Linked DNA regions of Mus musculus: regions 1, 2, 4, 5, 6 and 7 are each linked to region 3. The links are chromatin contacts, called in public ChIA-PET, HiChIP or PLAC-seq and promoter capture Hi-C maps. All regions are on one chromosome and are shown on one strand. The core of a region is the stretch at or near the end of the contact, and the rest is flanking DNA. Distances in the headings are between cores, read along the strand shown.

Evidence for each region. Promoter capture Hi-C pulls out the DNA fragments that hold promoters and counts their contacts. ChIA-PET counts read pairs in DNA pulled down with a chosen protein or histone mark. HiChIP or PLAC-seq counts read pairs in DNA pulled down with a chosen protein or histone mark.
Region 1: an RNA polymerase II ChIA-PET map of effector CD8 T cells shows a contact between it and region 3, with 20 read pairs. The contact joins the enhancer-like site here to the promoter of Hnrnpab in region 3. A contact is called at or near these places in 4 of 39 promoter capture datasets (liver, neutrophils and pre-B cells), 1 of 15 datasets of contacts at CTCF or cohesin (embryonic stem cells), 9 of 484 Hi-C or Micro-C datasets (B cells, CD4 T cells, CD8 T cells and 6 more) and 6 of 115 datasets of contacts at active chromatin or transcription factors (T-cell acute lymphoblastic leukemia, bone marrow-derived macrophages, effector CD8 T cells and 3 more).
Region 2: a contact with region 3 is called in a promoter capture Hi-C map of neural stem cells. The contact joins the promoter of Tcf7 here to the promoter of Hnrnpab in region 3. A contact is called at or near these places in 2 of 39 promoter capture datasets (the C10 cell line and neural stem cells) and 4 of 115 datasets of contacts at active chromatin or transcription factors (T-cell acute lymphoblastic leukemia, double positive thymocytes, large pre-B cells and 1 more).
Region 4: a contact with region 3 is called in a promoter capture Hi-C map of pre-B cells, with 2.4 times the contacts expected there. The contact joins the promoter of Zfp354c here to the promoter of Hnrnpab in region 3. A contact is called at or near these places in 4 of 39 promoter capture datasets (embryonic stem cells, hippocampal neurons, pre-B cells and 1 more) and 1 of 115 datasets of contacts at active chromatin or transcription factors (memory CD8 T cells).
Region 5: a contact with region 3 is called in an H3K4me3 HiChIP or PLAC-seq map of forebrain, with 4 times the contacts expected there. The contact joins the promoter of Zfp354b here to the promoter of Hnrnpab in region 3. A contact is called at or near these places in 4 of 39 promoter capture datasets (the 3T3-L1 cell line, embryonic stem cells and hippocampal neurons), 1 of 484 Hi-C or Micro-C datasets (cortical neurons) and 4 of 115 datasets of contacts at active chromatin or transcription factors (astrocytes, embryonic forebrain, embryonic limb bud and 1 more).
Region 6: a promoter capture Hi-C map of hippocampal neurons shows a contact between it and region 3, with 2.9 times the contacts expected there. The contact joins the promoter of Zfp454 here to the promoter of Hnrnpab in region 3. A contact is called at or near these places in 2 of 39 promoter capture datasets (cranial neural crest and hippocampal neurons) and 1 of 115 datasets of contacts at active chromatin or transcription factors (astrocytes).
Region 7: a promoter capture Hi-C map of liver shows a contact between it and region 3, with 2.2 times the contacts expected there. The contact joins the promoter of Grm6 here to the promoter of Hnrnpab in region 3. A contact is called at or near these places in 3 of 39 promoter capture datasets (embryonic stem cells, hippocampal neurons and liver) and 1 of 115 datasets of contacts at active chromatin or transcription factors (memory CD8 T cells).

What each region holds. Positions count from the first base shown.
Region 1 is chr11:52,339,709-52,342,813 of GRCm38.p6, reverse strand. No RefSeq gene overlaps it. Among named protein-coding and RNA genes, the nearest start is that of Gm51894, 17 kb to the left of the region's middle. Within about 2 kb of position 1,498, at least 73 of the 459 cell types and tissues checked have an H3K27ac peak or open chromatin away from gene starts, as enhancers often do. A contact at or near this core is called in CD8 T cells, the N1E-115 cell line, T-cell acute lymphoblastic leukemia and 6 more, where this site is marked.
Region 2 is chr11:52,281,447-52,284,543 of GRCm38.p6, reverse strand. Tcf7 (transcription factor 7, T cell specific) reads left to right here and starts at 1,530. Exons shown (of 11, transcript NM_001313981.1): 1 at 1,530-1,616; 2 at 1,766-1,832; 3 at 2,298-2,422. The coding sequence starts at 2,327.
Region 3 is chr11:51,605,348-51,608,237 of GRCm38.p6, reverse strand. It overlaps Hnrnpab (heterogeneous nuclear ribonucleoprotein A/B), which reads left to right and starts at 1,357. Exons shown (of 8, transcript NM_001048061.1): 1 at 1,357-1,571; 2 at 1,652-1,898; 3 at 2,609-2,777. The coding sequence starts at 1,675.
Region 4 is chr11:50,826,200-50,829,229 of GRCm38.p6, reverse strand. It overlaps Zfp354c (zinc finger protein 354C), which reads left to right and starts at 1,499. Exons shown (of 5, transcript NM_013922.4): 1 at 1,499-1,651; 2 at 2,720-2,804. The coding sequence starts at 2,772. It also overlaps a transcript of Zfp879 not described here.
Region 5 is chr11:50,930,099-50,932,993 of GRCm38.p6, reverse strand. Zfp354b (zinc finger protein 354B) reads left to right here and starts at 1,359. Exons shown (of 5, transcript NM_013744.3): 1 at 1,359-1,489; 2 at 2,009-2,093. The coding sequence starts at 2,061.
Region 6 is chr11:50,886,106-50,889,091 of GRCm38.p6, reverse strand. Zfp454 (zinc finger protein 454) reads left to right here and starts at 1,591. Exons shown (of 6, transcript NM_172794.3): 1 at 1,591-1,726; 2 at 2,594-2,723. The coding sequence starts at 2,691.
Region 7 is chr11:50,848,922-50,852,143 of GRCm38.p6, reverse strand. It overlaps Grm6 (glutamate receptor, metabotropic 6), which reads right to left and starts at 1,459. Exons shown (of 11, transcript NM_173372.2): 1 at 1,305-1,459; 2 at 517-1,013. The coding sequence starts at 1,002.

The DNA of each region.
Region 1 (3,105 bases), core at 249-2,748, 730 kb before region 3:
CCTGGGACTCACTCTGTAGACCAGGCTGGCCTCCAACTCACAGAGAAGCACCTGCCTCTGCCTCTACCTCCCAAGTGTTGGGATTACAGGTGTACGCCCCCACTCGCTGTTCACTCGTGGCTTTACCAAGATGTCCACTCAGGGGTGTTTTCAATTCTGCTCCTGTGGAATCAGTGGGGTGGGCGGATGTGCTGCAGAGCCCCCTCCTCCCAAAGCACCTGCCCACACACCTACGACAGCCAGGGGGAAAGCAAATGGTGTCATCACAGCCCTTCCAGTGCCAGGGGAACCCCCAAAAAGGCCCAGGTTGGGCTCTCCATATTATCTTTTGCTCATCAATGAGATGTCTTCTCTGACGGCAGCACCCAGAGTTCACTATGACATCTCCAAAGTGAGAAATGGGTCCTCAGGAGGCTTCTGCCTGCTTTACTTTAACTGGCCAAGGACTCAGCAGGGAGGCCTGGGAGCCTCTCTATATAATGTGCAAAACAAGGCTGTGTATCTTGCCCAAACGAGCTATGTCTCTTTCACAATAAGAATTAAGGACACACACACACACACACACACACACACACACACACACACACACGCCAAAACACTGACTTGAGCTGAGCATGAACCATTGGGCAGACTTATGCCTAACACTAATACTGGGGAGGCTGAGGCAGGAGGATCCCCATGAGTTCAAGGCCACCCTGGGCTACGTGTAAGACCTATGGTAAAACTAACAAATGGCTGGAGATGCAGCTGTTGGTAGAGTGTTTGCCTAACACGCACAAAGCTCTGGGTTCAAACCCCAGTGCTGTTTACCAGGGTGTGGTGGTCCACGCCAGTGTTGCCAGCACTTGGGAGGTGGGAACGGAACGATCAGACTGTATAGTTCATCTTTGGCTACACAGTGAGATTCAGGCTAATCCTGGTTCCTTGAGACCTCGCCTCAAAAAACAAATCCCTCAGGGGCTGGCTGCCATCCGGATTGCCACATGGGCAAGAAGGGAAGAGGTTAAAGCACTTTGGAGGAACAGCCACAGACCCCAAAAGGGCACAGCCATAAAACCTGGGTCCTAGGTACTGTGGGGGCCTCTGCAGAGTATCGGAAAGAAGCAGGAAGCCGGCCTCAGGCCTGACAGTGTGTCCCCAGTGGCCCCAGGTTCCCGCAGCTGGGGTCAGGGCTGAGCCTGGTAGCCTGGAAACTGAATTTCAGAGAAAGACAAGCTTTGCTTGATCACCTGGCAAAGGATCTCTGAGTCTTGCCTAGGACCCCAGCCGGCTGCCTTCCCCATGTGGTCCTATCCTGGAGCCCCATAAGGACCCCCACCCAGGTCAGAGCATCCTGGGGGGGTCATTCCCTGAGGATTAGGGCCCACCCAGGGTGACCTTGCCAAACAGTGCTCTGGAGCTAGGCACCACCCCCCCCCCCAAGGCCACCACACACCCCTCAGCCACCACCCTTGGAGTTCCTGAGGTGACCCATTTCCCTCTCTCTTCTGCAGCTTCAAAACAAACCAAAACACAGACCAACATCCTTTGTTTGTTTGGAGGATCAGAGCCGGGGAGAGCGCTCTGTGGGTTTTCACTTGAAAACAAGGTTGTTTGAGTGGGGAGCAGAAACCCAAGGCAAAGGACAGAGTCTCTTGTGGCCACGTGCTTTCTGGATGAGTCAGGGCAGGGCGGGGGAGGGGGACACTCAGCAGCAAGGCTGTCTGCTCACCGCTTTGAGGGGCCGGAGCCATGGCCACCGCCACTCACGCTGGGTAGCGTTTCTTTGAGGATAACTAGGCCCAGGTAGGGCCAGGCTTCTCATTCAGTGGCTCCAGAATTCCTTACATGGGTGGGAATGGATTAAGTTGATGCAAGCCCCTAGTGCAAATTTATCTCCATCCCTTAGTTCACAGGCCCAGGCTAGATGTCCTGCCCCAAGGGACAGGCTTGGCCCATCTAGCACGGGCTGTCTCCAGGGTGTGCAGTCAGGTCCTGTCCAACTGACCTGTTGGATCTGAGCTTCCTGGTGAAACTGGAATCTCTGAAATGCCTGCCTTCAGGAGAGGGTACGCGGTAGAGCAGAGACTAGCATACCCTTTGGGCGCCTGTGGTCTCCACACAGAGTGTGTGGGTGTAGGAGACAGGCTGATGGGGACTGCCTCTCGGCAGCCTTCACGGGCACCTGTGAGTGGCAGTCTGAAGGGTGGTGGCCGGCAGACAGCCTATAGAGTGATATTCCAAAGCCTGAACCATTGTAGCTCCCGGCTGATTCCTGGTCTCGCCTGATAGTTTTAGATGCACCATCTTATTTGTTCTTCACAGGCAGTTATGCTAGAGTGGATGAGGCCGCCGGGGTTCAGAAAGGCAGAGCAACTACTCAAGGACACACAACAAGCCAGACTAGGAGCAGCTCAGCTTTGGACCACACCAGGGCCAGGAACTAACTCACTCAGAGCAGGATTCAATTGCCTGGTGGGAGGTGACTATAGAATGAGGACTTTCGCTGCCAACAGCTCCTCATTCTCATTCTGATGGCGCACTCATGATGGGGATGGGTAGGCTTTTGTTAAAGGCCACCATTTTTTAGTCCTTAGGAACTGAGCAAAGCAGTGGCTCCCAATCTCATCCAATCCTCCCTGCATCCCCAGAGGGAGGTATCTTCATTAGCCCATTTCAGAGATGATAATGCTGAAGCAGGGGTCTGCAAGATGGCTCAGCGGCTAAAGGCGATTGCTGCCCAGGTCTGGTGACTGAAGTTTGGTCCCCGAGATCATAAAAAGTGGAAGGAGAGAACCAACTCCACAGAGCTGTCCTCTGACCTCCGCACATGTCCCCATAGTAGGCGTGCTTCCTAACACAATAATAACGTGTAAGATAAAATAAGAAAGAAAAAGCTGAGCAGACGGTGCCTTTCTAAAGCACTGCACGGCAGGCGCTCTTCTGGATCCCACCCAGTCTCCCCTTCCCTCCTGGGGGTCTGCTCTAGGATCAACTTGAGTTGCACTTTGGAACCTAAGCTTCAAGGTCACCCCCTCTTGCTGGCGGGACATCTGCACGGGAACTCTGTTCCTTCCCACCCTTGCTCAGCTTACATGGCACAGGTGTGCGCCAACGGCCCCCACC
Region 2 (3,097 bases), core at 281-2,780, 680 kb before region 3:
GCTGGGAGCTGGAGGACTCAGAAGCCCCGCTGGCAGGGCGCTGATAGGATCTGAGCGCTGAGAAGCAAGGCCTGGTCTCTTTGATCCTCCGCCAGGCAGGCTGGGCCTGGACCGGGAGGGGCGGTGCGGCTGTCTTCCGGCCGGCTTTGCGCCGCTGCCAGGGGTCCTGTGGGGCCGGGAGTCGGAGAGGCGGCCAGTGTCCTCCTTCACAAATTACCCACTGTTGTTTCAACTGCTTTCCCAAGAGGTGGAAGAGGTCTACATTGACTCCAACACCGAAACGTTCTTGAGGCGGAGGTGTGCGACCTTCAGTTTACTGCATGGCTATCCAAAGGGCCTAGTGTCTTACAGAAACAGTGATCGGTCGTGGTGAATTCGATGCTGGGTGCCAAGGAGATGCCACTGAAGACGCGGCCTTAACTAGCGTCTGAGTCAATGGGCTCCGGATGCAACTTCCCAGACTGAGCAGCTGCCTAAAGACCCCAAGAGAGAATTTCGTGACCCATGTGGCCGCCGGAAGTCTCAGTTCCTGGACAGCAGGTTCTAAGCGTCGAACTTAGTTGAAAAAGTCATAGCGGGCTGGAGAAACCACGTGAGTGGCCACGATCCTTCCTCGCCTCGAGCCACCACATGTCATATATTTATAGTGTTTGATTTGCACATGCAACAACAGGCAGGAGCTCAATAAATGTGTGAGGCGCTAATGCTTGTGTCTATGTAAGCAGGCTGTCTGGAATAAGGTCCCTAATCGGCACAGGGATGATCAAAAGGGCAGGTGTTTGTGTGTGTGTGTGTGTGTGTGTGTGTGTGTGTGTGTGTGTCAGGGTCCATCTAGTATCCCGGGGACGTAAGAAGCCTCCAGATTGAGCAAAGGACGCTGTTCACACCAAGGTTCCAAGTCATCCACAGGTTCCACCGGTCTAAGGAACCACCTTCTCCGCAACTTGGACGCAAGTTGTGGCTGTATGATAGTTAAGGAAATGGAGTTCCAGAGTTTAGTAATGGATTTCAGGTTAGAGAATAGCTGGAGAGCGAGCCCTTTAAGATTATTCCCAGTGGGCCTGTCCCGGTCTCTCCAGGGAGGGGAGGGCGGGGCCTGGGACGTTAGCCCCTCCCACCGCGGCCCCGCCCCGGCGCCCGCCCCGCCCCCGGCTCGCTGCCCGCGGTGCCTTTGATGTTCCGACCCGCCGGCTCCCAAAGCTGCTGTGCCCCGCGCCCTCGCCCCGCGCCCACTGGCCGCTCAGGCGGAGTCAGCGTGCGCTCCGCCCGCCGCGCTCCGGGCTCGGAGCCCCGCACCCTGGGCTCGCCGCCTTCCCGGCCGGCTCCGCGCCCCGCACCCGGCGCCCCGGCGGGCGCAGCGCACCATGCCGCAGCTGGACTCGGGCGGGGGCGGCGCGGGCGCAGGCGACGACCTCGGCGCGCCCGACGAGCTGCTGGCCTTCCAAGACGAAGGCGAGGAACAGGACGATAAGAATCGCGACAGCGCTGTGGGCCCGGAGCGGGACCTGGCAGAGCTCAAGTCCTCACTGGTGAATGAGTCCGAAGGCGCGGCCGCAGGCGCCGGGGTCCCGGGTCCCGGCGTCCGAGTACATGGAGAAGCCGAGGGAGCGCCCGAGGTGAGCCCGGCCCGCTCCTCCCCGGAGGACCTCGTCCCGAGTTGGTAGCGTGCGGACCCGCCCCCCCGCGCCACGGTCCTCGTGGGTCCCATCTCTGGAGCCCCTCCTGTTCCCTCCGCTCCTCATGGCCCCTCTGCTTCGCTCTGCAGGCCCTGGGACGGGAGCACACTTCGCAGAGACTTTTCCCGGACAAACTTCCAGAGTCCCTAGAGGACGGTGAGTTTTTGCGCGGCTGGGGAAGAAGGCGCTAGAACCGGGGGTGGGGGTGTGGGGGGCGGGTTTCCCGGGCGCCGCTGAGCTGGAGTCACTTCCGGTGCCCTGACCTTTATAGGAGTAAACAGACCCCCGCCATCTCCGCCTCCCCTCCAGCCCAGGTGACTGACTAATCCTTTGCCTTGAGGAGCAAGCCTTGGCTAAGGTTCCCAAGCAGGAGGGTGGGGTAGGGAGTCAAGTCCCGGTCGCGAAGTGGAGGTCTGGACTCGGGGGTCTTTCCTCAAAAACTTGCCTTTGCGGATATTTCCACCCGTTCGGAGGTCGCTGTTCCCTGTCAAGTCACGAACTTGAAGGGGACCCCTTGGCAGGGTTTTTTTTTTTTTTTTAACCCCCCTCCGGAGCAGACAGCCTTCAGTCCTTAGGAGCAGCTGGCTGGGCTGGTGTCTGACCCAGCTGTGGTTTTTCCAGGCCTGAAGGCCCCGGAGTGTGCCAGTGGCATGTACAAAGAGACTGTCTACTCTGCCTTCAATCTGCTCATGCCCTACCCACCGGCCTCCGGAGCAGGGCAGCATCCGCAGCCTCAACCCCCGCTGGTAAGTGACCGAAGCAGTCAGGCCCTGTAATGGGGCTGGCTACCTACTTGACCACACAGGTGATGCTTGGACAAAAAAGGACTTCTCTGCCCAATTCCTAGATGCTCTTGCCCAGTTAACATCCAGAGGAGTCTGACCCAAAAGGAGATCTCTGAAGGAGCGCCCCGGCTCCAGTCTTTCTCACTTGCTTTTGACCTTTGTCTTCCCAACTTGCTCAAGCAGGTGCCTGTGTTGGCCCACGGTGGGGTTGAAAACGTTTTTGAGCTGAGCCCATGCCATTCCCTAGCGTGATGTGCATGCTCTGAGCTAGAGCTCTGTGGTTAGCTTTTTTTTTTTTCCTTCAGAGAAGCGAGGGAACTCGGGTGTGAGAAGACTGGGTAAGAGACCTAATCTTTTCCGTTGCCCAGTTCCACTGTGTCCTGACTGCCGTGTATAAGTCCTTGCCGAGGACCCATGCCACATGGTGTAGGTTTTGAGCGGGCTGGGCTGCTCTCGCACACACAAGGAAAGGTTTGCTAAATGTAGGACAGATCAGGGTGTTGGTTAGGGGTCAGCAACGTGAATCAGTGTCAGGCTTGGCGACACGGCTGTATTCATCATGAGCCATGGCTTTGGCCCTTCAAGGCAAGCAAAGTGTGAAGGGCTGGTTCTGAGCTGGGTAGCAGCCAAATATGA
Region 3 (2,890 bases), core at 108-2,607:
AGGGGAGCACAAATCTAACTTCAGCTTACTCCATCAATGTGGGAGGAGACAGAGAATCTCCAAAGCTTGTGAGACCATTTGCCTGGAGGCCAGCCTGGTCTACAAAGTGAGTTTCAGGACAGCCAGGGCTATACAGAGAAACCCTGTCTCAAAAAAAAAAATCTATATATATCTCTATCTATCTATCTATCTATCTATATCCATCCATCCATTGGATGACTCACACCTTTAATTCCAGCACTTAGAAGGCAGGCAGGCAGTTTTCTGTGACTTCAAGACCAGCCTAGGTCTAAAAATGAAGTTGTGGGCCAGCTAGTTTGTTTAAAGGAAAAAAAAATTATAAAGAACAAAATGGAAAGTGAAGATTGATACCTTGTCTGATTTACACACTCAGGGCATAGAACTTACACTCAACACAAACGTATGCACACATACACAGGAATCATGGCCTAACCCAGGCCTTTAAAGTTTTATGGTCAATGCTTAAAAGAAAACTACCCCTCTTTACCATAACCTCATTTAACAGGGCTATTTTTCCAAAAGCAAGTTGTCAGACTAGGCAGGGTGACACATGTCTGTAATCATATCCTGGGGCTACATGAAAAGACTCTTAATTTTTCCATTTAGGATCATCTAAAAATCAGTGAAATTAAGCTAGGCACAGTGGTGGTGCAGCACATAATTCCAGCACTGAGGGGGTGAAAATGGAGGGTCAAGAGTTCAAGGCCAGTCGGAGGATACCAGACTTGGTCTCAAAAAACACAAAACGGAACCAAAGGAAAGAAATAAAAATTAAAGGCAAAGCTAAACACTAATGCGATATTAAGTATCTATGGGTGTCAAGCAGACACTGGAAATACTACGGTCCAACGTTCACTGCGCCAGGCCTCCATGGATGGCCCCAGCTAGCTCACTGAAGAGGGCAGGAGCCCTGGCATCTCAGGATGCCGAGGTTTAGGAGCAGGCTGTGCTGAAGGCCTCCGATGACCGCAGCACTCCGTAGATTAGAGCACTCCAAGATTAGGCTCCTTTCTCCGGGCGACCTTGGATTTAGGGGACTTCCTCCGGCTCATTCTCCTCTTTTGGGAGGCCGGGGTTGCTAGTGTAGAATAGGATGTAGGGATAGGATGACAGACTGCCGTGTACCCCGGGCAGCTGGGGACATTGGACGTGCTCGCCCGGTGACCGGAACCGTAGACAGTTCTCCGACTCGCGCGCGTTCTAAAATGAGGACAAAGCCCGCCCGGATCTAGAGCGCGCGCGCAGAAGCAGCCAATAAGATGCTAGGACAATGGTGAGTGGCGGTTCGCTTTGCCCAATGAGAGTATCCGTTGTTACGAGGTGGTGCCCGGCTTCGGCATTATAAAGAGCTCCACGAGTTGGCATTGTCAGGCGGTGGCACCGCGCGGGACGGAGTTAAGGTCTTCTTTATCGGCAGTGTACGGCGGCGGCCGAGCGGAGCGATAGTCAGTGGCTGCGGACGAGCCCTCGGGGGTGCGAGCGTGACCGCGGCCAAGCCCGCGCGTCGCCTTCTGCGGCGAGTAGGGCCTCGCGGCGTCATCGGCGGCGAGGTGAGCGGCCCGGCCGCGGGCGGTGGGCGGGAGCTCGGGGAGCGCCGCGGGGCCTGACGCGCTGTCGCCGCTCGTTGCAGTAGCCGCTGCGGCCTGGCCGACCATGTCGGACGCGGCTGAGGAGCAGCCCATGGAGACGACGGGCGCCACCGAGAACGGACACGAGGCCGCCCCCGAAGGCGAGGCCCCGGTCGAGCCCAGCGCGGCTGCCGCGGCCCCCGCGGCCTCGGCCGGGTCTGGGGGCGGGACCACGACCGCACCGAGCGGGAACCAGAACGGCGCGGAGGGCGACCAGATCAACGCCAGCAAGAACGAGGAGGACGCGGGGTAGGTGCGGCCGCGGGCCGCCGCCTTTGTTCTGGGGCCGTCTTTTGTTGGCGCCACGCGGCGGGGGGAGGGGCGGGCGGCCCGCGGAGCTGTGCCTGCCTGGCGCGCTTGCCGCCTGGCCCGGGCGCGGTTACGCGCCTCGGAGTTTGCAGGAGTTTGCGGGGTCGACTGTGAGGCCGATCTGGGCCGCTCGCGCGGTGCTTGGGCTACTTCGGGCCTCGGGGCGGGCGGCCCCGGAAGAGGAAAAGCGGCGGATCGCGAATCGGGCCGCGAGGGCTGCGTCTCTGCTGCGTAGGCGGAGTTGGCGCGCAGCGGGCCGGGCCTAGCCTGCCGCGAGTCGAGGGGCGGAGTTCCAGCCTGAACCCTGGGGCGGTCTTGGCACCGGGAAACCCAGAGTTCCTTGGGGCAGGTACTTGGGAGGCCGTGAGCTCAAGTAGATTCATGAGTGCAGGGCACGCTGATTTTAAACTCGTGAGGGGTCATGGGTCACATTCTTGTCCCGTATGTACCGTGTGTGGCTGTACAGTCTCGTTCAGCTGTGAGTTCCAGTTGAGTCGAGATTGCAGAGCGACGCAAGGGTTAACTTGAAAGGGGGCACCATCTCAGACTGGTCCATGGGACTGTGGCTCCATAAGCCCTTCCCCAGCCAGGAAAAGTGTCAGAATTCTTTTACAGCTTCTAAGGTTTGTGGTCTTGTCTCTCACTTGCAGAAAAATGTTCGTTGGTGGTCTGAGCTGGGATACCAGCAAAAAAGACTTAAAGGATTATTTTACTAAGTTTGGAGAGGTTGTTGACTGTACAATAAAAATGGATCCCAACACTGGACGATCAAGAGGGTTTGGGTTTATTCTCTTCAAAGATTCTTCTAGTGTGGAAAAGGTAAGCTGGGTATTTGACAGCAATCTACTAGGATTCTGAATCCTAAGGAACTCAGGCATTGCAGTGTTGAGGTGATTGCCACGAGTGAGCTTAGAGTCGTTTTGAGGGATAGT
Region 4 (3,030 bases), core at 250-2,749, 780 kb after region 3:
AGGTTAGAGGTAGGCAGGATCTCTGAAGGTCCATTGCTGTCCCAACCAAATGGAAATTGATTTTAGGATTCAGCAGCTAGCTGGATTTAAAAAAAAAAAATCAAAAGGCATTCAATCAATTACTTTTATTTTTTAATCCTCCTGCTTTCTGAAGCCATCCTGGGATGCACATCAAGGCCCATGTCACATTGTTTTCTGTGTATTGTATACAGTAAAAATAAACTACAATGTGTTTAGCAAATTGTATCTTATATCTTGGGTATCCTAGGTTTGGGGCTAATATCCACTTATCAGTGAGTACATATTGTGTGAGTTCCTTTATGAATGTGTTACCTCACTCAGGATGATGCCCTCCAGGTCCATCCATTTGGCTAGGAATTTCATAAATTCATTCTTTTTAATAGCTGAGTAGTACTCCATTGTGTAGATGTACCACATTTTCTGTATCCATTCCTCTGTTGAGGGGCATCTGGGTTCTTTCCAGCTTCTGGCTATTATAAATAAGGCTGCTATGAACATAGTGGAGCATGTGTCCTTCTTACCAGTTGGGGCGTGGACACTATGCCCCCCCTTAGAATTGGGAACAAAACACCCATGGAAGGAGTTACAAAGACAAAGTTTGGAGCTGAGATGAAAGGATGGACCATGTAGAGACTGCCATATCCAGGGATCCACCCCATAATCAGCATCCAAACGCTGACACCATTGCATATACTAGCAAGATTTTATCGAAAGGACCCAGATGTAGCTGTCTCTTGTGAGACTATGCCGGGGCCTAGCAAACACAGAAGTGGATGCTCACAGTCAGATAATGGATGGATCACAGGGCTCCCAATGGAGGAGCTAGAGAAAGTACCCAAGGAGCTAAAGGGATCTGCAACCCTATATGTGGAACAACATTATGAACTAACCAGTACCCCGGAGCTCTTGACTCTAGCTGCATATGTATCAAAAGATGGCCTAGTTGGCCATCACTGGAAAGAGAGGCCCATTGGACACGCAAACTTTATATGCCCCAGTACGGGGGAACGCCAGGGCCAAAAAGGGGGAGTGGGTGGGTAGGGGAGTGGGGGTGGGTGGGTATGGGGGACTTTTGGTATAGCATTGGAAATGTAAATGAGCTAAATACCTAATAAAAAATGTAAAAAAAATAAACTACAATGATTAGTGATGTGGGCTAGGGTTCTCCTAGAGTTTTGTTTTGTTTTACTTTTTTTGGTTTTAGTCTCGCTATGTAGTCCTGGCTGTCCACATGTAGTCAGTCAGGCTGGCCTGGTACCTATGGGTACCTCGCTCCTAAACCCTAAATTCCACTTTTGTCCTGTCACATCACTTCACCCTCCTAGCAAACAAGTCTGAGGGACTGACTGAGAGAGCAGGGACAGGCTTGCTGGATTTGCAGTGCAACACGACCCGACTCAGCTTTCAGAACGCGCCTGGCCCCGGTGCCTTCTGGGAGGTGTAGTCAGAAAAGACCTCAGGCATGCCGGGAGTAGTAGTTCTCTGGGGCTTCTCCCGGTGGCGGGGCTGCTCGCGGCGTTTTGGGGGGCTCCTGGTGGAGGTGATCCTGACTGTGCTAGGAGAGAGCGTCTGGGGCCGACATCCTCGAGACTGCTCGTGCTGAGAGTGGTGGGAGCGAGCGCCGGCGTCCGTGAGTGGGGTGAAGAGGGGCGACCGGGGCGTAGCGGGCGGTGGGCTTCCCGGCGAGCCCGGCGCGGCCTGGCGACTGCTCTGCGGCCTCAGGCTCGGGGATCTTTCTGCGGGTTTGGCCCTCCACGAAGCGTGGCTGGGACCAAACTGCGGATCCAGAGGCCTGTGCATCTTCTGTAGCATCTTAGCTATGCAGATCATAAAATCAACAGCCGATACCTAGCAGTCTAATCTAACTTAATGAATTAGCGCATCTAATAGCAAGTTACAGGCCCCTTGGCCCTTCATTGTGCCTATGGTGCAGAAGAAGAAACCAAGGCACATTGTGGCCCGAGAGTTCTCTGAGTCTTGATCGGAGCCTTAGACTGAAAGCAGAATTTCCTTCCCATTTGTGATGCTTGCTGTCTTGTCACTTTGGGCAGGCTGTGAACCTCCTGGCTGTCCACCTCAGCCACGTCGACAGCACAGCCCCACCTCTGCTGCACAGAGGACTGGTTCCAGGAATTCCCAAACAGCCAACACTTAAGTTCTTGCGGTAGACAGACACAGCATTTGCAGAGAGCTTGGACACATTATCCTTTGTACTTTAAATCAGTCCTGCCCAACCTTTTGACATTGCCACGAATCTTGTACAAGGTGCTAAAGGGTCTGTAGGTGGGTGTGGAGGGATCAGTGTAAGAAAGAAGAAGAGTGATTAATATACAGAAGGGATGTAGTTTTGGCAGGTTGGCTTTGTCAGTGTTCCTGTCATTTGGTACCATTATGGGTGGGTTTTAAAACTTAATTTATTTTCATGTGTGTATGTTTGTGTCTGTTTGTGTGTCTGTGCCCATGAGCACACAGTACCTAAGGAAGCCAGAGAGGATGTTGGATCCCCTGTAGTTACAAGTAGCTGTGGATAGCCCAATGTGGGTGCTGATAATCAAACTTCTTTGCGAACAAGGGAAGTGCTTTTAATCACACAGCCACTTCTCCAGACCCCTTTGTGGGTGGCTTTACCCTCCTGGCTCCAAGCCTTCCCTTTGTACCAGAATTCCTTACTACACCTTTTTTTTTTTTTTCTTCCCAGGCATATTTGGTCAGCACTCGGCTCTCCTTTGGCAGAAAAACTAAGAAGGGAAATGGCTGTGGATTTGCTGGCTGCCCGAGGCACAGTAAGTGAAGCTTGTCTTTGCATAAATTGCTTTCTGACTCAGATGTGGATGTGTTTCCATTTTCTGCCCCTGCCAATTTTTTCCCTTGCAAAATTAGCATTTAACAGGGGTATGCAAACTCCAGTTTGAAGCTGACCTGCAAAGAAAAGATACAAAAGCCTCCCTCCTCACACTTATCAAAGGATTCTGCCAGGCCCAGCACAGATGATAGCCACCACCTCATAAG
Region 5 (2,895 bases), core at 110-2,609, 680 kb after region 3:
AATATGTATCCTTGCCTCTGTTCCTCCCTTTTTCATTGTATCCTTTTAACTCTGGCCCCTGTGAACACCTTATCCTGTAAGAGATAAGGCTCAGCAATGGCCTGGGTGACGGGGGAGGGGTGGTGGTACCCTCCCCCACCCTGTCCCTTACCATCTGAGGTAGCACCTGGAGGGCATGAGAGTAGGAGAGCCGGTCCTGCCCTGTCACTGACTGCAGCACTCTGGAGAGCAGGCCCTACAGCTCATCTGGGCAACTCAGTGAAGATGCCCTGATGACAAAGGTGCTGGTGAGCTGACCCAAAGGCATGGGAGTAGGAGAGGTGATTCTGCCTTCTGCTGACTGTGGCATTGGGTGGCCTTGCTGAACAGTACTGGAGAGTTTACCCTGGTGATTCAGATAAGGGGCAGCCATTGAGCTCATCAACTCAGCTGCCACCCAGGCCCAGATCCAGGGCTCTGGTTGTCCCTTCCTAAAATCTGTATCATGTGTGAATTGTTGGGGCACATGAAAGGGCCAGTCCTGCCGATCCAAAGCTGTTACAGGATCTTTAACACACAGGGTGACAACAGGATAATTGGGAGGAGTCTCAGTGAGGGTCCAATATTGATGGTGTCATAGAAGCCAGAGATCTTGAACCAGATCAATGACTCATTACAACAAACATTTGCAAATGAAGATATGTGGACAGAGGGATGTACTGTATTGTGTGTCACACTGGCATACTATGGCTTCCACAATCATATTTTCTATGCTTTGGAGTGTGTGTGTGTGTGTGTGTGTGTGTGTGTGTGTGTGTTGTACATTGTACTCAGACCAGAGGTTAATATCAGGCGTCTTCATCTATCATTTTCCATTCATTCATTCATTCATTCATGTATTCATTTATTCATTCATTTTTATTTTAAATCCCAGAGTGCCAGGTTTCAGCTAGCCTTTCTTTTGCATTTTCCTGTAACACCCTCTGAGTCTAAATCAATATATAATTATTTCCACAGCTCACTGTCTACACTTTATCCTACTAAAAACCACTGCTTACCAAGTGAGGTCCCTTTTGTTCTTTGATTTATTTCAAAAGGCTTACAACATGATGTTAATACGTAACTGCCAGTCTGTTTCTGGCCGCTGTGGGCTGGCCTTACCCCATCCACACAAATGGAATTAAAATGCATACCACATCTAAGACTTCACAGAGCTAGTGACCCGGGGCCTTTTGGGAGTTTGGGGAGGGGGGGCTCTCCACCGCAGCTGCGCACCAAAGCGGTCAACTTTATATCCCAGAATCCTTGAGTCCCGAGGTAAACTACATTTCCCAGAGGCCTCTGCATCAGCTATCCTCATTATTCCCCCCTCCAGCCCCGCCCCCTGTGAGATCTATCAGGCCGCCGGGTGTCTGTGGCTCGATTCTCTGCCCTGATCTAGCTCCCCAGTCTGAGTCTCCAAGCGTGGCAGCTGCGAGCCTTCATGAGGCGTGGCGGGAGCAGGGGGGAGGTGAGCGGCCAGGCTGGAGGACACGGAGGCCTGTGGCGACTTCAGCGTGGGCCGCCATGAGTCACTGGTCCCCTTTCTGGAGTTTTCTCTGGGGATGTGGAAATTGATCCCTTGACAGCAGCAGAGCAGTTGGGTGGGCTGCACGTGGAGTGGGCCCGTGGTCAGATCTAAACGGGTGAAAAACGTTTGTGTTCCCACTGTGGCTGCACTCTGGCCTCAGTGCACTCTGATCTGAAGGGGGTTGGCACTGCCAACTGAGCTGGGGTGAACAGCATAGGGTGATGCCTGACTCGCGGAGGCATAGTGAGTCTCCTCGGTGACATGGAGTCCAGTGTCGCCTGAGTCTTGTTTCTGAAAATCTAGAGACCAGAAGAGTGGTGACCTGTCAATTCTCTGCCGCCCGCCCCCAGCTCCCGCTTTCCGTTCTGGAAGCAGAAGCGCCAGGCTCAGCTGGTGGAACGCATTCGGAGATGCGGCTTCTGAGGGGTGCGAAGCAATCTTTCTTTCTTCTTCCCTCAGATCGCATTTTTGGACACTGTACCCATCTTTGAGAAAAGCCCAGAAAGTGAGCATGGCTCCAGAGCAAAGGGAAGGGAAGTCTCAGGTGAGCGCATTGCCGTCTCAGTTCATGGCAGGAGTATTTTATATGGTTTTGGTTTTCCTTCCAGACTGAGGCTCTCCGCCCAGTAGACCCTTCACCAGGACTTGGTGCTCTTGGAGGAGCTGGTTGTCTAGGAAGCACACTGCACGCTCGCTCACAGTATATTGCGTTGCTGTTAGCTGATCCCGGTCTGTTGTGCTTACTACATTGACAGCGACATGCAGATGTCCGTTATCACTAGGGACACAGCTGGCGGAAGTCCTTTCTGGTCTGCTTCCCTCATGTTTATTTTTCTCAGCCCTCACCTGGATTGCCCATCTATTTCTTTTTGCCCTTAAGAATGCTTGCGGCGCTCCTCCATCCCGTGGTTCCCCTCCTATACTCTGTAGATCCTAGGTTTGGATTGTACCATTCTTGTGAAAACAACTACTCTTGACCTGCCATTTGGAGGAGCGGGAATATAGAGCTGCCCCCATCGAGGTGAGCTGCTGCGTGGACAGGGGAAAGCCATACTGCAGGGGACACAGTGTCAGGAGCCTCACTCTGAGAGCAAGGAGACGACTTATCAAGAAGCCATGAAGAGGGTTTCCTGGGATATTTGACAGAAAATTAGAAAGCACAGTGGGAGGCTCAAGACCGTTGATTTTTACCCTACCCCCTCTGTTACCATCTGTGGGCCTTAAATCAGTAAGTCTAACTTCTGTGTCTCAGTTCCCTTACCAATAAAATAAAAATAACAGCATCCCCTTGTAGGATTCTTGTTCTGGAGTGAGGACCGAAGCAGGAGATGGTGTGTGGGTCTTAC
Region 6 (2,986 bases), core at 342-2,841, 720 kb after region 3:
AGGTGTGGCTTAACAATTCCAATGTCTGGGCTGTACTCATATCTCTGCTGGTACAGAAATCACCATTTGAATAATACAAAGACAATCTTACACCATGCACAAAACCGATCATCCCAGCCTTACAAGAGGTGTATACTGGAGGGAGGGTATGCCACACACTGACTGTTGCAGAAAACTCCAAGTCTACTGTCCTTTCTCTCCCTCAACTACACCATAGTCTGGGTTTTTAATTTATTTTGCTGTTGTTTTGGATGAGTTTTGATTGTTAGGAAGCAAGCCAACAAATGCTAAGTCACTGTCCTACGACCATCCCTAGTTTTCACCCTGAATCTGTCCTGCCCAGAACTGACCATAGTCTGCACAGATAAGTTCATCTGTCCACTTGGAACTTCCATTGCTTTCCTTTCACACACAAAATAAATCCACATTTTTACCATGGGGTCAGAACCTCAGAGTCACACACAATGTCATCTTGAGCCCTTTTTTCTTTCCTTGTTCCTGGTGAACATGCTGGTCTTGCTAAGCATCAAATATCCTAAGCCAAATTCTTTGTGGGGAGCTCTTCCTGGGACAGTAAAATCTCCCAAACACCCTGCCCCTTCTCACTCTGAAACCCCTAACTCAGCATTCCTGTCCTTTCATTCACTCCTAATGAATATTTTCTGTTTGATGGACCACCTTCCCTAGTCACACAAAAACTGCAGTGCAGGAGTCACTCTGTTTCAACACTCTCTGCTCTATGCCTTAACCTATATGTGTGTGCCCTAAGTGAGAGAATGACATCTTTAAAGCCCAGGACAGAGCCACTGACATTGTATCCTAAAGGGTGGCCAGCAATCCCAGAAGTGTCAATCTCAAATCATATTTTTTTAATTGAATTTGTTTCACTTTTCTCCCAATAAGAAAGTTCCTCCATGAATACTTACTACATATCCAAAGGCAACTAGACATCTTCAGGGAAAGATTCTGGTACATTACTCGATACTCACAGGCCCCAGCAAAATACAGTCACCAGAAGTAAATCCAAGCTTCTCTATATACTATCCCGTGCTCCCAGAGACACTTGTTTACTCTGCAGAGACTTCCAGGGCCATCGTCCTTCCCCCCCCCCGCACCCCCCTCCGGTAATCCTGCTACCCAAACCCTCACTGCACTCAAGGTCTATCATGCCTCTCCAGTCCAGCTCCAACAGAGGCTGTAGCATTTTTGAGAGCTTGGTACTGACTGTCTTTCAAGACCTTTCTCTGTCGTTAGGCGCTATTACGACGTTCCTGGATGTTCTCTGGCTTTGCTTGCAGATCCTAGAGTCTAGTAACCTTGATAACAGCATCCTGGACCTTTTTTCACTGCTGGTCTCCACAAGACTAGACCACTTGTCTGCCCAGCGATAGGCTAGTGCACCGCAGAGCCTTCTGGGAATTGTAGTTTCGGCCACAAAGTGACTAGGCGCAGGCGCGCTTTATCGCTTTTTGCTCCTGGTCTCCCTCTGAGAAAAGGAGTCCAAAAATCTAAGCGCTGCAGCAGAGAGATTTGTGGGAATTAGGCTTCCCGGCTCCTGGACAAACGCGCAGGCGCGGCTCCGCGTCAAGCAGCAGGCTCCAGCTCATTGTGTCCTGACTACTCTGTCGAGGCTATGCTCTGCAGTGGACAAGCTTCTAAGGGAAGCCCCACGGTGATCTGCAGTGTCCAGAGACTGAAGGTCAGGTCTGGGAGTTGAGAACAGAGGGTACGTAGACTAAGGGTGGGTTGTGGTCCGTTTTGAAAGGCGTGGATCCCACGTCCTTAACTTTGAAGCGCATGTACTGAGATTTGATTCCACACATGGAAGGGACCAGCAGAACTGTTTTGTAGTCGAGCTAAGGGATCCGAACCTGATTGCACGTTGAGAAGGGTTGGTCAGGACCTCTAGCTCATCTTGCTGCAAACTCACAAATACAGTTGCATACAGCTGCTGGTTATATTCCCGGCGTGGCTCCAAGTTCTCTCTGAGGAACTTGAGAAAGGGACACCTTCACTGCAGCCCCTGCACTTGACGAAACTGTGGAGGGTGACTTATGTGAATGATTTCTTCTCCCGGAAACCCGCTCCCTACACTGTCCCATCCGAAACACGAAACAGCCCCCCCCCCACACACACACACACAGAGAGAGAGAGAGAGAGAGAGAGAGAGAGAGAGAGAGAGAGAGAGAGAGAGATCTGGCCGGTTTAACTCCCCTTCCCTTTCAGGAAAAAGTCACCTCTTTGCCTCCTCCTTCCCTCTAGTTGGGATAGAGCTGTCCCAGGAGGAAAGGCTGTCTTAAGACGCCAAAGCATAGCTGCAGGGGAAGGGACAGAGAATGGGTAGAGTTTGAGGACTGGGCCGGGCAAGCTTTCTGCAGGGGAAAGCCAAAGCCACACAAACGGGAAGGCATGCAGGATCTGACTAAAGGAAAGATGCGAAGGAGAGCTGGCATGGGGAGAAGTCACTTTACAGATTGGGTGAGGACAGCTACCTTCAGAGGGAGTATGCACTGGGAGCAAAAGAACAAAGTGAGCCAGGATGTGAATGGTGAGGCGCATCCCTGTGACCTTTGACCCGGCCCTCTCATTACAGGAGTGCAGATGCTTCTAGCCAGAGAACCCCAGCAATTGTAAAGCTCCTCCCCTGCCTCCTTCCTACTCAATGCTCCTCAGCTCACCAGAGAAAAGGAATGGCTGTCAGCCAGCTCCCGGCCCTGGTCCAGGTGAGTCATCACTGTCCAGTGTTGTCCCCCTGTATCCCCAGTTGTGTCCTTGACTTCATTCATTGCTCTAACCAGAAGCTTCCTTTCCAGCCACCCCCAAAGACCCCAGCTGCTCCCTCCCACCACACATCTCCTCCTAGTGAGCTTTAGAGCTTTCTGTAAGGCATGAAAGTGGCACATCTGGGCAGGATTCTAGGTTAGTATAAAATGAAAACCTTTCTACTTCTGTTAGCCAGTAAGATGGTGGTCCAAAATGGTAAAGG
Region 7 (3,222 bases), core at 210-2,709, 760 kb after region 3:
AGAGCCCAACCCACCCCCTAACCCCCCACCCCCTGGGCACCGGAACGGGTTAAGGCAAGCATTTTGAAATGGAATTTAAATGTCGATTAAAAAAAAAAGGATGGCACTCCCCCCTTCAGTACTCTGCTTTCAGGGATAGCTCAGGGCCACTTCTAAGGACTTCTAAAGAAGGGCCTAGTTCCCCTGAAATCTAAATATCTTTGTCACCTACAGGTGCTCACGAGAGGAAGCACCTTGCAAGATTGAACAAGGTGTCAGCAGAACCTGAATGGGTGGACAAGTGGGTCTAGGTTCAATCTGCCCTTAGCCAACCTTGTCAGGACACAGACTTCTGGAGAAAGGGGTACCCTTCACACAAAGATGCCAGACCAACCAAGCTGGGAAAATTGATCTGCCTCTGTGGACAAAACCTTTTTAATCTGGATGATTGGGAGAGATTGAAACAGATTCTTCCAGAAGTTAGTAAAGGTATCGACCACCTGGGAGGGACGACGGGTGACAGACGCCCGCCCTCACCGCAAACAGGCGCAAGACATTGGCGACCATGATGGACACGGAGCTAGCTGAGGCGCCCACCACCGCCACGACGCGTTCAGGAGGCGCGGCGCGCAGCGGGGGGACGCCCCCAGGGCAGCGCACGCTGGCCTCTTCGCCGTCTCCGCGGCCTCGGATGAGCGCCTGCACGAAGCTCAGCGCCTGCTCCAGAGCGTAGGTGTCCCGCGAGCAGGTGTCGAGCAGCCGCGCGCCTAGTCGCACACCGGGCAGGAGCTCCGGGTCGGCGTTGATGCGGTCCAGCGCGTAGAGCATCGCCTCCAGCCGGTGCACTCCCTGCTCCTTCTTCAGCGTCCCGCACGCACGCCCTGCGGCGCCCCGGGCGTGCACCGGGAAGAGGCCGCCCAGCGTCAGGCCGCCTGCCAGGCGCACCGAGCCCGCACCGTGAGCTATGCCCGCCTGCGACAGCCACCAGGCTAGCCACAGCAGCAGCACTCGGAGCCGCCCCATCTGCTCCTGGACTGCGGGAAAGGAAGTTACCGGGACGCCTTGAGAGCCGGCGGACGAAGCTGCCACCCCGTGCTCAGCTGCCACTTCGGGATTCTGGCCGGACACCGAGAGCGCAGGAAAAGTTGGTGACTCGCGCACCAGCAACTCAGCAGCCTCTCCCAGGCCTCCAGAGGATTGCTCTCATTCTCCCTGAAAAGTCCCCCTGTTGATGGTCGGTCCCGCTCCTTCCCCCACAGTTCTGGGCAGCTCTTCCTCTGGACCCACCCCAGCGCACCCTAGGCTACCTCCCCAGTGGTGCTTACCTGAGCCAACCTCTGGCTAGTAGGACGAGTCTGTGACAGCTGTAAAATCAGAGCTACAGTCTAGAGGATTTAAGGATTCTGGGGAGGGATGAGGGTGAGGGCAGAGACCCCCTCCAGAGCTTGAGAGTGGAGGAAGGGCTCTCTTCTCTCTCTGCCTCTCTGACTCCCTGGGTCTGCTTCTCCCCTAGACTGCCTTTAAATTGTCTGACCCAGCAACACCAATAAGCTTGGCCACTCATCCTCAATATGCCGATTAAAGAGACAGATAAGAGTGAAAGTTGGAGATAAGAGATTTACACAATCAGTCCCGCCACCCCGAGAAGAGGAACAAAGAAGTCCAGGGACTCCCCTGGTCGGTCTTCAGAGACTTAGGTTTAAACAGAAAAGGACATGCATAGCCAAGTGGTTCTGGTTGCTGGGGTTCAGTCTCTCCTGCAAGGTGGTCTGACAGGTTGTGAAACTGTGTCATCTCTGTCTGGGAAGCAAGCTTCCTCTCTGACTGCACCAGGCTTCCGGGAGAGCACACAGGTGTTTCTAAAGCCCCTAACAAGAGCCTTGCAGCCGGTCTGACGCTGCTCTGGTCTCGGTCTCTCTGTGTTCTGCATTTCTGTATCTGCCTAGACGTTCTCCAAACGTGGCTTATTCCACTCGTAGTGTCTCCCTACCCCACCCCCTACGTTCTCAAACTTTCTTGCCTTCCTGCCGTTTTCATTCTCTGTCCTGACCACTAGAACCTTTTCTCTTTTCAGATATTGGTGTATGTATTATCTATCGTGTGCGAGCGTGCATGGTTTTGTGTGTGTGTGTGTGTGTGTGTGTGTGTGTGTGTGTGTGTGTGTGTGTGTGTGTGATATGCGGCACATGCCCTCTCACGCCAGAGTTAGTTCTCTCCCTTTTGGTTTGGGACCGGGACAAGGTGCATAGTTTGCATATCAAAGCAGACCTGACTTCAGGGATCTCCCAGCATCCCCCAGTCCCTACCTGACATACCCTGCCTCCCACCCTGAACTTTCCAGCCCAGGGGCTGGGCTGCCTTTTTCCCAGAGGTTCTTCCCTATGTGATCCAGACATTTTGGTCTCTTTCTCTCTTCCTTCTGTTCCTTCTCTTCTCTCTCTGTGTTGGAGACCGGCATTGAGCCATAAGCCAAAGCTCCCCTTCCTTCGTGAGAAACTTCGGACCTTTTGAGAGATGTTGGGGACTGACACTGAGTCATAAGCCAAAGTTCCGCTCCCTCCTGGAGGAGAGACTTCCGACCTTTTGAAATGACAGCTGACACAACATCAAGGGCAGATAATAGTATCTGCAAACTTTCTGTGAAAAAACACAGAATGTCCCCTGAGCTAAGAGTAGATAGCACCTTCCCGGGCAGTTGTGCAGAACCACCCCTGCCTGCGGGCTGAGGCACGGGCAAGTTTCTCCCTCTTTACTTCCTTCCTCCTTGCCGCTTATATTCTGTAACCTTACTCTCAATAAACAGACCTTGATGGATCTACTTGGTCTGTCTCTTATTTCCCGCCCGTTTCTCTTTCAGGCAAGGTCTCCCTCAGACCCCCTGAATAACTGGGTCCTGCGGGTCGGGACATCTGTGCCCCCTTTCTCGCTTTCTATTCTCCCTCACCTCCCCTCTTCCCCCCATGGCAACTGCCCTGCCCTCAATCCTCCGGGTCTGTGAACTCACCTAAGAGCAGCTTCCCAATAAACCTGCCTTTAACATATCCCAACTTGGCTCATTTCACTAGCGGCAGAGAAATAACCTATCACCTTTCACCATGTTGGTCCTGAGGACTGAACACAGGTTGTGAGTCTTGGCAGCAGGCACTTTTACCAGCTGAGCCATCTTATCAGAGTTTAGTAGTTCTTTTTAATGCAGCTGCATAAAAGCCACCCCAACTTTCTCTGAAGCAAACCCGTAAGTGG